Regions from separate parts of the Danio rerio genome. Here region 1 is linked to region 2. The links are chromatin contacts, called in public HiChIP or PLAC-seq maps. All regions are on one chromosome and are shown on one strand. Each heading gives the region's core, a stretch centred on a gene start, on an enhancer-like site or on the middle of the called end of the contact. The rest is flanking DNA. Distances are from core to core; before and after follow the strand shown. Region 1 holds the start of aebp2 (AE binding protein 2). Region 2 overlaps pde3a (phosphodiesterase 3A, cGMP-inhibited).

The links. HiChIP or PLAC-seq counts read pairs in DNA pulled down with a chosen protein or histone mark.
Region 1: a contact with region 2 is called in an H3K4me3 HiChIP or PLAC-seq map of embryo, with 5 times the contacts expected there. The contact joins the promoter of aebp2 here to the enhancer-like site in region 2. A contact is called at or near these places in 4 of 18 Hi-C or Micro-C datasets (caudal fin, embryo and skeletal muscle) and 2 of 4 datasets of contacts at active chromatin or transcription factors (caudal fin and embryo).

What each region holds. Positions count from the first base shown.
Region 1 is chr4:3,283,807-3,290,447 of GRCz12tu, forward strand. aebp2 (AE binding protein 2) reads right to left here and starts at 3,259. Exons shown (of 8, transcript NM_213494.2): 1 at 2,709-3,259. The coding sequence starts at 3,133. It overlaps plekha5 (pleckstrin homology domain containing, family A member 5), which reads right to left. Exons shown (of 26, transcript NM_001327786.1): 26 at 5,995-6,641.
Region 2 is chr4:3,089,269-3,096,346 of GRCz12tu, forward strand. It overlaps pde3a (phosphodiesterase 3A, cGMP-inhibited), which reads right to left. Exons shown (of 17, transcript XR_012401709.1): 15 at 5,362-5,626; 16 at 983-5,268; 17 at 1-793. Among named protein-coding and RNA genes, the nearest start is that of slco1c1, 34 kb to the left of the region's middle. Within about 2 kb of position 5,078, at least 8 of the 62 cell types and tissues checked have an H3K27ac peak or open chromatin away from gene starts, as enhancers often do.

The DNA of each region.
Region 1 (6,641 bases), core at 2,009-4,508, 190 kb after region 2:
TTACACCTTTTTAAAGCCATATACAAGCACTTTTCAGATGGATTTTCAAACTTTTTCCAGGACTTTAAACATGGTAAATTACATATTAGGATACTTCATCACATTATAGCAGATTATATTTCTTATAGTATAGTATAGTTTTCTAAGAAAACATTCGGACTGCATTTTGGCCAGTGAATTATAGTCATTTGTCCTTTTACATGTAATTAACTTGCATCTTAAATGTATATTCATTTTAATTTCATGCATTGTTCACTCTTTAAGCAGTAATCCCTGTGCATTATGTTTTTATTTTAAGCAAAAGCTAAATTATTTATCTCATTTTATTTAAATATGTATCATTACCTATTACTTAGGATTAAATTAAATGAAAGCAACACTATTAATGAACAACACTTAACAGCATTTATTAATCAGTTTATTCAACATTTCCTAATGTATTATTAAACTCCAAATTCATGCATATCGTTAATATTACTTACAAGAACTCGCATCTAAATGTGTGGTAACACTTTACAATAAGGTTGTATTAGATAATGTTTGTATTTACTAACATGAACAAACAATAAACTATTTTTTTTCGTTAACTAACAAAGGTACAAATATTGTAATGAACGTATAATAAAGGGTTACCAATTACACATTTAAGCACTTTATCTGAAATCTGATGTTAATTGACAAAACAAACGTTGATATAATCGGCTAAAATATCAGTGTTTTGTAATCAGCAGACTGACACTTTCAAACTTTCAGCACTTTACAAGTGTGGCAAAAAAACATATTTAGACACTTCATCACATTATATCAAACTATATTAAACTATGTTTTTTGGCTAACTCCACTAAAGTCAGTAATTTTTTGCTTACATGTGTTGACTTGTTAATTAATAGCACCTAAAAGGCATCGTTAATTGACAAAACAGACATTAAATGTTGATATTATCGGCTGAAATATTGGTGTTTTGTAATCAGCAGACGTACATGCTTTCAAAATGACTGCACTTTAACTTTACAAGTGTGACAAATTACATATTTACATGCTTTAACATGAAATTATATCATATTATTTATTTTAAGATAACTCGAATACACTAGCACAATAAGTTTTTCACTCGCATATGTTAACTGTTAATCCAAACAGCTCCTAAACGGTGTTGTTGATCGACAAATCAGACGTTAAATGTTGACATTATCGGCTGAAATATCAGTGTTTTGTAATTAGCAGATTGACATGCTTTCAAACTTACAGCACTTTTACTTACAAGTGAAGCAAAAATTTATTTACATACTTTATCACAACATTATATTACACTATTATTTTTATGCTGACTCAAATCCACTAATGTTAGTACAGTAAGTTTTTCGCTCTCTTGTGTTAACCGTTGATCCAAACAGCACCTAAACGGTGTCATTAATCGACAAAAGAGACATTAAATGTTGATATTATCAGCTGAAATAGAAGTGTTTTGTAATCAGCAGACTGACACCTTTCAAAATTTCAGCACTTTAACTTATAAATGTGACAAATTGCATATTTTATCATCACATTATATTTTATGCCAATTTGAATCCACAAACAGTATTTCGTTTGCGTGTTGACCGTTAATCCAAACAGCACTTAAACGGCAGTAATCATCAAAACGTACGTTAAACGTTAAAATAATCGGCTGAAATATCGTTTTTTGTAATTAGCAGACTGACACCTTCCAAACTTTCAGCACTTTAACTTTACAAGTGTGGCAAAAAACAACGTATTTACATACTTTATGATAACATTATATTACATTATTATTTTTGCACTAACTCGAAACCACTAGTTTTTCACTGTCATGTGTTGACCATTAAACCAAACACCTTACGTTAAATGGCATTGTTAATCGACAAAACAAACGTTAAACGTTGATATTATCGGATGAAATATCCTGTTTTGTTATTAGCAGGTTGACATGCTTTCAAAATTTCAGCCATTTAACTTTACAATTGTGGCAAATTACATTATATACATACTTTATCATCACAATATACCATATTATTTATTGTAAGATAACAGGAATACTCTAGACCAGTCAGTTTTTCGCTCGCATGTGTTGACCGTTAATCCAAACAGCTCCTAAACGGCGTCATGAATCGACAAAAAAGACGGTAAATGTTGATATTATCGGCTGAAATATCGGTGTTTTGTAATTAAGTTAGCACAGTGACACGCTTTCAAACTTTCAGCTCTTTAACTTACAAGTTTGGCAAATGACATATTTACATACTTGATCATGACATTATATCAAATTATTTATTTTAAGATAACTCGAATAGACTAGCACAATAGGTTTTTCGCTCGCATGTGTTGACCGTTAATCCAAACAGCTCCTAAACTCGTTGATCGACAAAACAGACGTTAAATGTTGATATTATCGGCTGAAATAGCTGTGTTTTGTAATTAGCAGACTGACATGTTTTCAAACTCTCAGCACTTTAACTTACAAGTGTGGCAAATGACATATTTACATACTTTATCGTCATATTATTATGTTTATGCTAACTCAATAACACTAGCAGTAACGTTAAGTAACTAGCGTAACGGTCAACACGCGCGAGCTAAACTAGTTATCCAAACGGCACCTAAACGGCGTCGTTAATCAACAAAACGGACCTTTAACATTGATACTATCGGCTGAAATATCGGTGTTTTGTAATTAGCAGACGGACACGCACCTGTCCTCCGAGTCCATGCGGCTGAGAGGCTCTCCGTCCGAAGACGAGCTCATCATTTCCAGGCTCGCGCGGCGCTTCATTCCGGTGCCGCCGCCGCCGCTGTTTTTCTCCGCCGGTAAGGACACGCTCTCCTCCTCCCTTTGTTCTCTCTTCATCCGCTCCGCCGTCCCGTCCGCGCTACCGGGGCTCTTCTGCTGCTCCTTTTCGGTCTCCCCGTCTTCATCATTACCCCCGTCCCGCGTGGCTTCCTCTGGGCTTTGTTCTGTAGGCTCGTGTCCACCGGGCTTCTCGTCCGTGTCCGCTTCGTCCATCTTAACGGCCGGTTCCGGATCGGCGGCGCGCAGGCCCGACTCGCTCCCGTCGCCGTTTTTCTCGCTCGGGTTCGCTGACTCTTGCTCGGAAGCGTCGGAGGTCGTCGAAGCCATCGGGTTCCGCTGGTGTGTGCGCGGCCTGGCCGGGTTTACGCGACGGGAAACGGGTGAAACGCGGAGACTTTCGGTGAGCGGACGGATCGTGGAACTGCTGGAGGCTGATCGGGGAGGAGCGGGGGGGAGGAGTCAGCGTGACGTAAGCGCTTATTATGAATGGCTCCACGTGCTCGCAGGGCTAAACAGATCAAACAAAGTTCAGAAGTTTTCATAATAACTTTATTATGTACTAATATTATTAATAATAATACAAATAATAGACGCTTGTTATAAATGCATCCACGTGCTTGGAGCGCAATACAGATTAAATAAAGTCATGAAGTTTTCTTTGTAACTTAATTACATAATAATAACAATACTACTACTACTACTACTAATAATAATAATAATTAGATTAAAAATGTTGGGTATTGTTATTATTAACATGGACTAAGCCGAAAACGAGTGAATGAATGATTGTAAATTGTTAGTAGTATCCTATATTTAGTTTTACTTGTAGCATATATATTAATAACATTTGTATGAGAGAAAAGGTGCACACATCTTTACATTTATTTCCATTTAATACATGATATAATATTTGAGTTGTATTCATGATTTGTGGACATTTAGTACTTAAGATATTTGCATAAACCATAACATATGGGCTTATGTCTCAGCATTTTCCCTTGCAGTGTTTTTCCTCGGATTCCGGTTAAAGTGTATTGTCTGGTTATTATGATCTTTCATCTGCAGTTTTTCCTCCTTTATCTCAGCTGGGTTTTTCCAGTATTCATGATTTTACAGAACAATGATAAAATGAGTCAGATAACCCCTTCTGACATTTAAAGCGACTCTTCCGGGAAAACACCACCAGATGGCGTCACTTTCCCCTCATGGAAAATGTAGGCTGCACATAAGAACTGAAATCAACAATAATTCTGCTCCTGTGTATTAGATGGGATTTTCACCATTGTGAAGCTTAAAACAAATATTTTTATGAATAAATAAGACATTTATTTTACTGCAAGCATCATAAATAATCCCCTAATATTGACCAGGAGATGGCGCTGCTCTACTCTTTTGCAACACCGCATCAGAGCAGCAGATGGAGACAAAGATCAATTAATGAACACTCATCAAAATCATATCACCTAATAGAAGTTGCTTATATTATATCTTTTTATAGATTATGTTAAGGGATGTAAACAATGGTCCTAACGTATTTCCTGTTTTACATTTCCAATTTCCATAGCTTCCGAGAATCCAAAAGGGTCTGCATATTGATAATGTTAAGATAGCTATTTAATGTTAAGGTATGATTGAATTGCATCTTGATACAGTTATGAAACAGTTTGACAAGCAGGAAATGTTTTTGTGCCAACGATATCACCACATTAAAATGGTCTATTGTAAACATCACTATGTAATATTTCTTTCCATAATAATCAGTTATCTATCTATCTATCTATCTATCTATCTATCTATCTATCTATCTATCTATCTATCTATCTATCTATCTATCTATCTATCTATCTATCTATCTATCTATCTATCTATCTATCTATCTATCTATCTATTATTATTATATATATTATTATTATTATTAATTTAAATGTATTATTTAAATGAATTGAATTTATTCATAAATTGTATAAAATTTGGCCCAAGTATTTTGGTGAAATGTTTATCAAATAATAAATAAAACTAATTTAAATCTATTTTAATACATCTACACTACCTGACAAGAGTCTTGTCATAAATCAAAGCATGATCATATTTTATTTTGGTCAAATGAGCGAAATCTAGAGGCCTTTGTCTTTCATGGAAGCCACTTCTGATACCAAATGTTCAACTAGAAGTCAAGTTATCATTTGCTGTTCCTAAAACTCGCATAGGCGACAAGACTTTTGTCAGGTAGTGCATGTACAGGAGAGCACATCACACCTCTACTGGTTTCTCTACACAGGCTGCCAATCGACTTTAAAATTCAGTACAAAGTACAGCTGTGTGTTTTTAAATCCCTCCATGGCCCCTGAGCATATTTCAGAGCTAATTAATATACACCAACCTGTGAGATCTCTTCGCTCTAAGGATCTTCTCTATCTGCAAGTTCGAGGATCTGTCGAGGTGAGAGAGCTTTTTCAGTAGCAGCTCCAAAACTTCAGAACGATCTTCCACTCTCCTTAAGATCAGGTCCTACTTTTGATTGTTCTCAGAGCTCATTGCAAACACACTTATTTTCTTTAGCGTTTAATCATGTGTTGTGTGTTTATGTATTTTGGTTCTGAGTATGTTTGCATGTGTTCAATGTGTTTTTATGTACAGCCCTTTGGTACCCATTGTGGTTTGTTGAAAGCGCTCTAGAAATAAATGGAGTTAAGTATACACAAATTTAACCCCGCCGGTCCCACACCACCCAACTGAGAGCTGAGATCGAACCGGCGACTTTCAGCAAGAGAGTCGGGTGCTCTAACAAGGAGGCTAAAGACAATGGCCTCTGGCGTCTTGAGCACCTTTATCGGTCAGGGGAGTGTGGTTTACCTGCACAGCACTCACTAGCTGGCCTCCGTTACACTCACCCCCCTAAATCTCACACCCATCCGGGTCACGGCACCAATGTAACCCCGCTGGTCCTACACCACCCAACCCGCTACGAGCTGGAATCAAACCGGCAACCTTCCGCATGGGAGTCGGTTGCTCTAACAAGGAGGCTAAAGACCATGGACTCTAGCATCAGTCACTAGAGCACCTTTAGAGGTCAGAGGAGTGAAGTTTACCTGCACACCACTTCACTAGCTGGCCTCCATTACACAAACACACAGACAAAAATACACACACACCCACCCCCAAACTCCAATAACCATGAGTCAGCGCCTGGTAAATCTCTTGGCATATATAAGAACATCAACATTTATTGGACATGATATAAAACAGATGAAATATGAACATTTGCATATTGACTCTGATACACAAGCTCTTCCGCTCGGCTCGGCTCTGCTCATTTAGTCCGGTGTACAGTATATTTACATCATCAACTTTACACTTTATACATCGAAGAGAAACACAGACAAATCCTGCTTATTGCTTTTTGTCAACCGCTGTCCACGTGTCTCTCACAACCGAACTCGCAAAACAATCTCCTCATAAAGCTCTCTATTAAATATATCTCAGCCATAGAAAAATAAAACAGAAGCTGGACATTCATGAGTGTGTCGGGAAAACAGTGTGTGTCTATTGCGGACTATCAAACATACAGGTCATCGTACATGTGCTGCTGTCCATGGGCACCTTATTGAGAGCTGTACAGCGTTTTATACATAGTAAAACCAACCATGAGTGTGTCGTCCAGTGCAAAAAAGATATGAGTACTAGAAAACCTCATCGAGCAACACTGGCTAAAACCTGGTTAAAATCCATAGAAAACAAAGCAAACGATGAAGGCCAACGGGGGGAGGTTTGGAGAACATCCGTCTGGGGGTGAAAGCACCTTAAGAACTGGAGGAGTATAAATAATAGGGATGAT
Region 2 (7,078 bases), core at 3,828-6,327:
TAAACACACCTGAACCAGACAATAAAGCTCTTTCTAGGTATACTAGAAACTTCCAGGCAGGTGTGTTGAAGCAAGTTGGAGCTAAACTATGCAGGACAGCAGCCCTCCTGAAGTTTGTGCACCCTTAGACTAGCTCCCAAGTCCCAGGCCCTAGTGTGCCTCTTAAGGCCTGCGTAATGAAGCTACTACTAGCTAGTCTCAGTTACACTTACCCCCTTAAACCTCACTCCCTACTAGATTTCAGATTTGTGAGCATATCTTAAGTTTAGAGGTAGGCTCTCGCTAGCTGGCCTTAACCAAGACACTGGTATACTTCAAACAAAGTAATTGTTCGTAATTCATTTGAGGCCAAAAAGAAGTTCGAGAAGGCTAAGAAATGGTATACTGCTTTCAGTGCAGGAGGAGGAGTTGTAAATGTGTCACGTCCAAAACTTTTAGTGAGGTTTTGTTCCATTGGTGAGGTTTTGTTCCTTGCCACTATCGCCACTGGCTTGCTTGGTTTGGGACTTGTAGACTGCGCATTGATGAATTTGCTCTACAGTGTTTCAGCAGTGAAAATTAAACCACACTAAACTGAATTAAACTGAACGTCAACTCTGAAAACTGGACTGACACGGTTTCAATTGACTAGAACTTCTATGTTAAGCTGCTTTGACACAATCTACATTGTAAAGTGCTATAGAAATAAAGATTAATTGAATTGAATCCTAAACACAAAAACAATAACGGGTGTGAGAGAATAACAGTTTTATGTAAGGCAGTGGTCTCAAACTCAATTCCTGGAGGGCCGCAGCTCTGCATAGTTTCTCTCCAACCAGCTTCAACTCACACCAGCTTAATTGTCCATAGTAGTCTTGAACACCTTGATTAGTTGGATCAGCTTGATTAGAGTTGGAGCAAAACTGTGCAGAGCTGCGGCCCTCCAGGAATCCAGTTTGACACCATTGATATAAGACAAACAGCCTTTTCCAGGGAGACGCACCACCACGGCACACTGCACTGTTTTATATTTGTCACAGATTGAGACTGACTGCAACAATGTTTAGAGCTTTTAGAGTTGTGTTTATCGCTCGGTGTGTGACTCAGGATCTCGTGTTTAGGACCAAAATACACTCCCCAAAAAGTTTGCTTTGGTGAGCGAAGTTTTCGAACTGCAGAAACAAACTTAAAACTAACTTAGTTGTAACTGGATTTTGTTCACAATTATGTCATTTCAGCTCTTTTTTCGATTTAGTTTGAAGTACACCAGTGCCTTTAACCTTCTCTTCCTTCAAGATATCAGTCATTAGTATGCCTTTTGAAGCCAGGGGATTGAAACTCCTTCAAGTTGGTCTCTGTCAAACTCCCCTCTTAAACCTCATTCGCTACCAGGTGTCAGACTCTTGAGCATGTCTTAAGTCCAGGGGATTGAGACTCCTAATAGCTGGCCTCAGTTACACTAACACCATTATACCTCACTCCCAGGTATCAGTCAATAGTATGTCTTTTGATGCCAGAGAATTGAGACACTTGCTAGCTAGCCTTAGTTAACTTAACTTCCTATCAGGTCTCAGACTCTTGTGCACATCTTCAATACAGACTCCTTCTAGGCTCCCAGGCTTATTGTGCCTTTAGATTCTGGCCTCTATTGGTTCTTGGTTTGTTGCTCATCGTAACTGAAATTACACAGCGGGAAAGTGAAATATTCAGACACTGCCAAACTTCATCAGAGGGAAATCTGACCACAACGGCCAAACCAACAATCAAAGATTGTAGCTTAGGATTTCAGGAATTATTTCGGATTTCCAAAATTTGTCTCAGGTGACCAAGTCATGACTGAAAAAGCACAGTGTGAGCAGAGCTATATTGGCCACGGGAGAGAGGCCTTTTTTACATTCACTCCCCTACACTTCACTCCCTACTAGCTCTCTGTCACTAGTCTGCCTCATGAGGACATGGGAGTGAGGTTTATACTAGCTGGACTGTGTTGCACACTCTCCGCAAACCTAGAGTCCCTGAAGCCTTCTAGATCTTCAAACCCAAATATAATCTGGAACACTCCTGGCTTGACAAGTAAGCAGACTAAAAAGAGGCCCTAATGTTTCTAGTGTGCATACTAGGGAAGTGAAGCACCTTCATTAAACTCCTCCACCCTGACCTAACACCTGGAACCAGTGTAACACATCCACTTGTATTGTCCTCCCTCTGAGCAGGAATCAAAACTATCAATCCTATTGTGGGAGGCAGGAACACTAACAAGGAAGCTAAAGGGTGTAGCCCTCTAGTGGTAGTCGCTAGTAGGCTAATTCCACAGTTTTTGTTAAGTCTCTCTGAATGCCGTCTAGATGGAAGCAATTCTGCAATATTGGACCACTGAGTGTTATCTTTGGTGACTCACTGCCGTGTGCCCTCAATGCTAATCACCGGGTATTGACATGCATTTATCAAACAGAGTGAAGTCTAGGCTTCCCATCATGCAATTATAAGAAAAACGGGCAGAGCTGCACTTCTTCCAAAGTGTCATGTTTTATATTTAGGTGTATAGTATTCATCTGGATTTGATTATAGGTTCATTTTATTTAGGGAACTATATACAGCAAAGACAGCTGTGTAATTTAACACTTTGATGCATGATGTCCACAACAGTGGACAGATTTTTAAAAGTCATATCTACGCCCTTACTATTACTCATTATCACTGTCCTCCTCGATGTTGAATGTTGACAACCTAAGTTTAAAATGATAAACGAATGTGATGCACAACAACTACTATCTTTTATTGCAGCGGACAGTAACGCTCTAAAAGTGCGTTATTTTGGGGGAAAAAGACTGGGAATTAATATATCCTTGCTTTAAAAAGGTAATAAAAACATTAAGACTATTTGTATTTGTGATTTAACAACTCATGCACCAAAGGGTTAATATCTCTGGCCTGGGGTTACAAATCTATGGCCTAAAGAAGAAGTATAATAAACCCTCTGAAAAATGGGGCCAAGTACAAATTAAAAAGCACTCATACTGCATCACTCACAACCACACAGCCTTTACATGCTGTCCCGGCCACTGCTACAGAGAACAAAAACTGTGTTTCATACTTTGGGTAGAATGGAATCGAAGTCATATTTGGCACACACACACACACACACGCGCGCGCACACACACTTGAGCTGTGTGAGATTTACACAGCGACAACAACGAAAAGAAAGAAAGTGCAGTTGGAAACGCTAACAATCTACTGTACACATACGGTCAGTATTGCTTAAATAATTCGCTGAACTACATTGCACCACGTTGCCTGATAGTATTAAGGCGATCGAAGGGGACGTTTGAAAGATGAGTGCCAAACGGGATTGAAGCACATGATCATCGCCTCCCCACCGAGGCGTTTTTAATTGGCTTTCCTTCAAAGTGACTGAAGGCATCGAACTCGGGCCTGATTAGACATTGGACTTAAGGTGATTAAGCTCACAGAAGTGTTTCATCTTACCGTCACCAGCAATCTGCCTCTTTCAGCACATCAAAGGAGAGCGCGGACAGCCGTGTCGACCGGTGCCCGTATCTCATGTGTGGCACATGGTCTTTGGATCCGCTCATGTGAGAGGGACAGCACTCGCCGTCTCATCCCTGGGGCAAAGGAGCTCACAGTCACTCATACGGCTGCGTGAGAGGACTGTGAAGCATGACTACGGCCTTGTTTGGAGGGCGAACATGCGACTGCGGGGGAATGCGGGAGCCTGAGGCTGTCCCGTCAGGCCATGCGCTCCAATCTGTGCCTTTGATCAACAAAACTTTCAGGAGCTGTTAAGTCAGCTCTCAAAACTTTCTGGAGCAGTTTACTAAGAAGCTTGAACGCAGGAGAAGCTCTGCTTGATATGGAGAGAAGGAAGTTTCTGTAGAGTTTCAGTTGGTTGGGATGACATGATGCACTATTGCATGTGGAATGCGCTGACTGAGCAATTATATCAAATTACCTGTAAAACAACGATTGGGCTACTGTTAAAAAGGCCATTGGCATTTTGAAGAACATACACTTTAAAAAGAAGGGCAACAACAAGATTCCCATTTGTCCTCCCAATTTAAGATTCAAAAGATTATAAAGTTGCAAGAAAGTCTGTAAAAACCAATGACTCCTTATTGGAAAACAGTCTGATCCTGAGAAACGCAAGATCTCAGTTCATGGACTGATGGAATGGTGAGAGAAAAAGGTGAGGGAAGAGAATGACAAGCATTCGAACTGACGCCTTCGGAAATGGGACAATGGAGCAAGGGTTTGCTATAGTGACCTCTGGATAAAAAGGAAAAGAAAACAAACAGCGATGGCGGGAAAGACATGGAAACGTATAGTGTTACACATTTTTGTAGCATTTGCACAAATGCATGCTGTTTCTGGAACGTCTGCTTCTATCCGTGGATGATGGGATACGTGAGTGAGGCAAAATGCCTTTAAGGAGACTCCTACCAGAGTCGACAAGAGTCACGCTGGATTGATTTCTCTTCTCGGACTTTGACATTAAGCTCCCCGGAAATGCTTGCTGAAGAGAACGGACGAGCCTGCAGAACTCGTGTAGCCGCAGGTCACCTGTTGTAGTTTGGGGATTTAAGGTGCAGCTGGATGTGTTTCGCCAGAAGGATTTGCAAAACTGACCAACGTCTAGAAAATATAGGAAACCCCCTGGAGAACTCTATGTCCTGGCCAATTTTAGCATCAAAGCTCACTTTACTGGAGTGTCTAGCGCTAACAGTTCAATGTTACTCACCCCCTTCCCACCCTGTTTCCTTTAGGCACATGTTCCCCAAGCATCTACAGTGTTGTGTCTAAGTGATGTGCTGGCAACCATTTCTTTGAAGTCTCACTTGCCAATAAAACAAAAACGTTCAGACAATGTTCTGGTCTAAAAATGGCAAGTCATTCATTCTGGATCTTTCTGGTCTTCGTCTTGTTTTCCCTCAATGTCTTCTACAGTCTCTGTGTTTTTCTCATCTGCTTCCTCTACAGTCTCGCCATCTGGTTCCTGTGTTTCATGCGTGTCTTCAGGTACGGGTCCCTCCTCTTCCTCTGTTGACCCCTCCCCTTGGTCATCCGTTGGCTCCTCCTTGCTCCCTGGCTCCTCCTCCTCTTCATCGATGGCCAGGATTGGCTCAGGGGTGGTGCTCAGGCATGTTGACTCCTCCCCTTCAGTCTGGCTCTGGGACTCCTCTGCAATGACCTTCTTCCACATCTCATGGTTCTCCAGCAGGTGATGGGAGATCTGGCAGAAGACTTTCCTTCGTTTCTTAGGTGCTGGTTTTTCTATCATAAAGCCGGTAAGTAGAGAGAGTGTTAACTGGTTCTTGCTTAAAACAAATAATCACAGATATAAAGAATCTAAAGTCCTGCACTCACGGGAGAGTTCAGAGCTGGTGGAGGCGTCCTCTTCCTCCTCCTCCGCTGTGTCCTCATCCTCCTCCTCGCTCTCGTCCTCCACCTCATCTCCATCTTTGGGCAGAGGGTGGACCCAGCGGCCAGGCATGAGCGCCGCAGAGTCATACGAGCTGCACAGAGGACCCACGATGTGTGTGATGAAGGACTCTTGCAGTTTGGCCAGCTGAGGTGCTGAGCGGTCCATGAAGGGGCTGATGGGAAGACCGAGACTGGACTCTTCATCACCCTGAAACAACACAATAAAGAGGAAATACTTTTAATTCAATTCAAGTTATTCATTGGCAGATTATGTTCCTAATTTTAAGGAAAAACTGTGAGAGACAAGATTTATCGTATATTAATGTTCATATATTGCATCTTTAAATATGATTTCACTTGATAATAATAATATTATACATTTATTATTTTAAAATACTGCTTAAATGCACACATAAATATTTAATAATGTAATCATTTAATAAATACTTGGTAAATTTCTATTGACTTTAGGTTTAAAGCTCTTTAAATCCATCTCCGTTGCTGAAATGTCAATTTTCTTCTGTTTTTCTTTGACTTGGTCCTATATCAGTATGTGTGAGTGCAGAGTGTGAAATGACGTCACTACAGCTAAAAGATGAAAGCATCTGAAATCATTTCACATCTACAATCAATTCAACCTAGAAAAAAAAAAACACACACACACACACTCACAGCAATCATGCATTTTATCTCAATTCAGAAATGCCCCATTCAATGCATTTTTTGTTCAACTATTCACTACAAAAAACAAATTATGCAGCACATCCCCTCACTATCCACTCCAATAAACTGACTTCTGCTAAATTTATTCTAATGACTGTAGGTTAAAAGCATTAAATAATAAAAATAATTTAAAAATCATGGATACTCAAATGCACACAGATAAATTTAATAATTTATTATTTTTTAAAATATTTTTTCAGGGTTTTCGCCTTTAATAGATAGTACAGTATAGAGAGTATAGACAGCAAAGCATGAAAAGCAGAAGAATCAGTAAAGGACCTTGAGGCGGGAATCAGACTCAAGTCGCCGTGAACACCGAGCACAGACAATCAGGTGATAACTGAATAATTTTTTAGTAAAATGAACAAAAAACATAATGCACAACCATCCAACCTTATACACTAATATAAAATAAAAAAGTAGAAATAAATCTGCAATGAATGCTTGATTATATGTTTAGATTCTTGCTAATATCCGGCTTAAAGCTCTTTAAATCCATCTCGGTTACTAAAATTTTTATTTTTTCTTCTGTTTTTCTTTGACTTGTTCCTATATGAGTATGCGTGAAGAGCAGCGTGTGAAATGACGTCACTACAGCTAAAAGATGAAAGCCTGTGAAATCATTTCACATCTATAATCAGTTCATCCTGGAGAAAATAAACACACATTCACAGCAACCATGCATTTTATCTCAATTCAGAAATGCCCCATTCAGTGCATTTTTGTTCAACTATTCACTACAAAAAACGAATTAAGTTAAAAGCATTAAAAATAATAATTTAGAAATCATGCATACTCAAATGCACACACACATATCGTCACCTTAGAATTAGCAGGTTCTATCTGACATTTTTGTCCAAATTGAGTTACTGACATACTCTTATTAAATGACAACTTATTTACATTGTGGGATGTTTTTTTAAAGTTGTTTAGATTT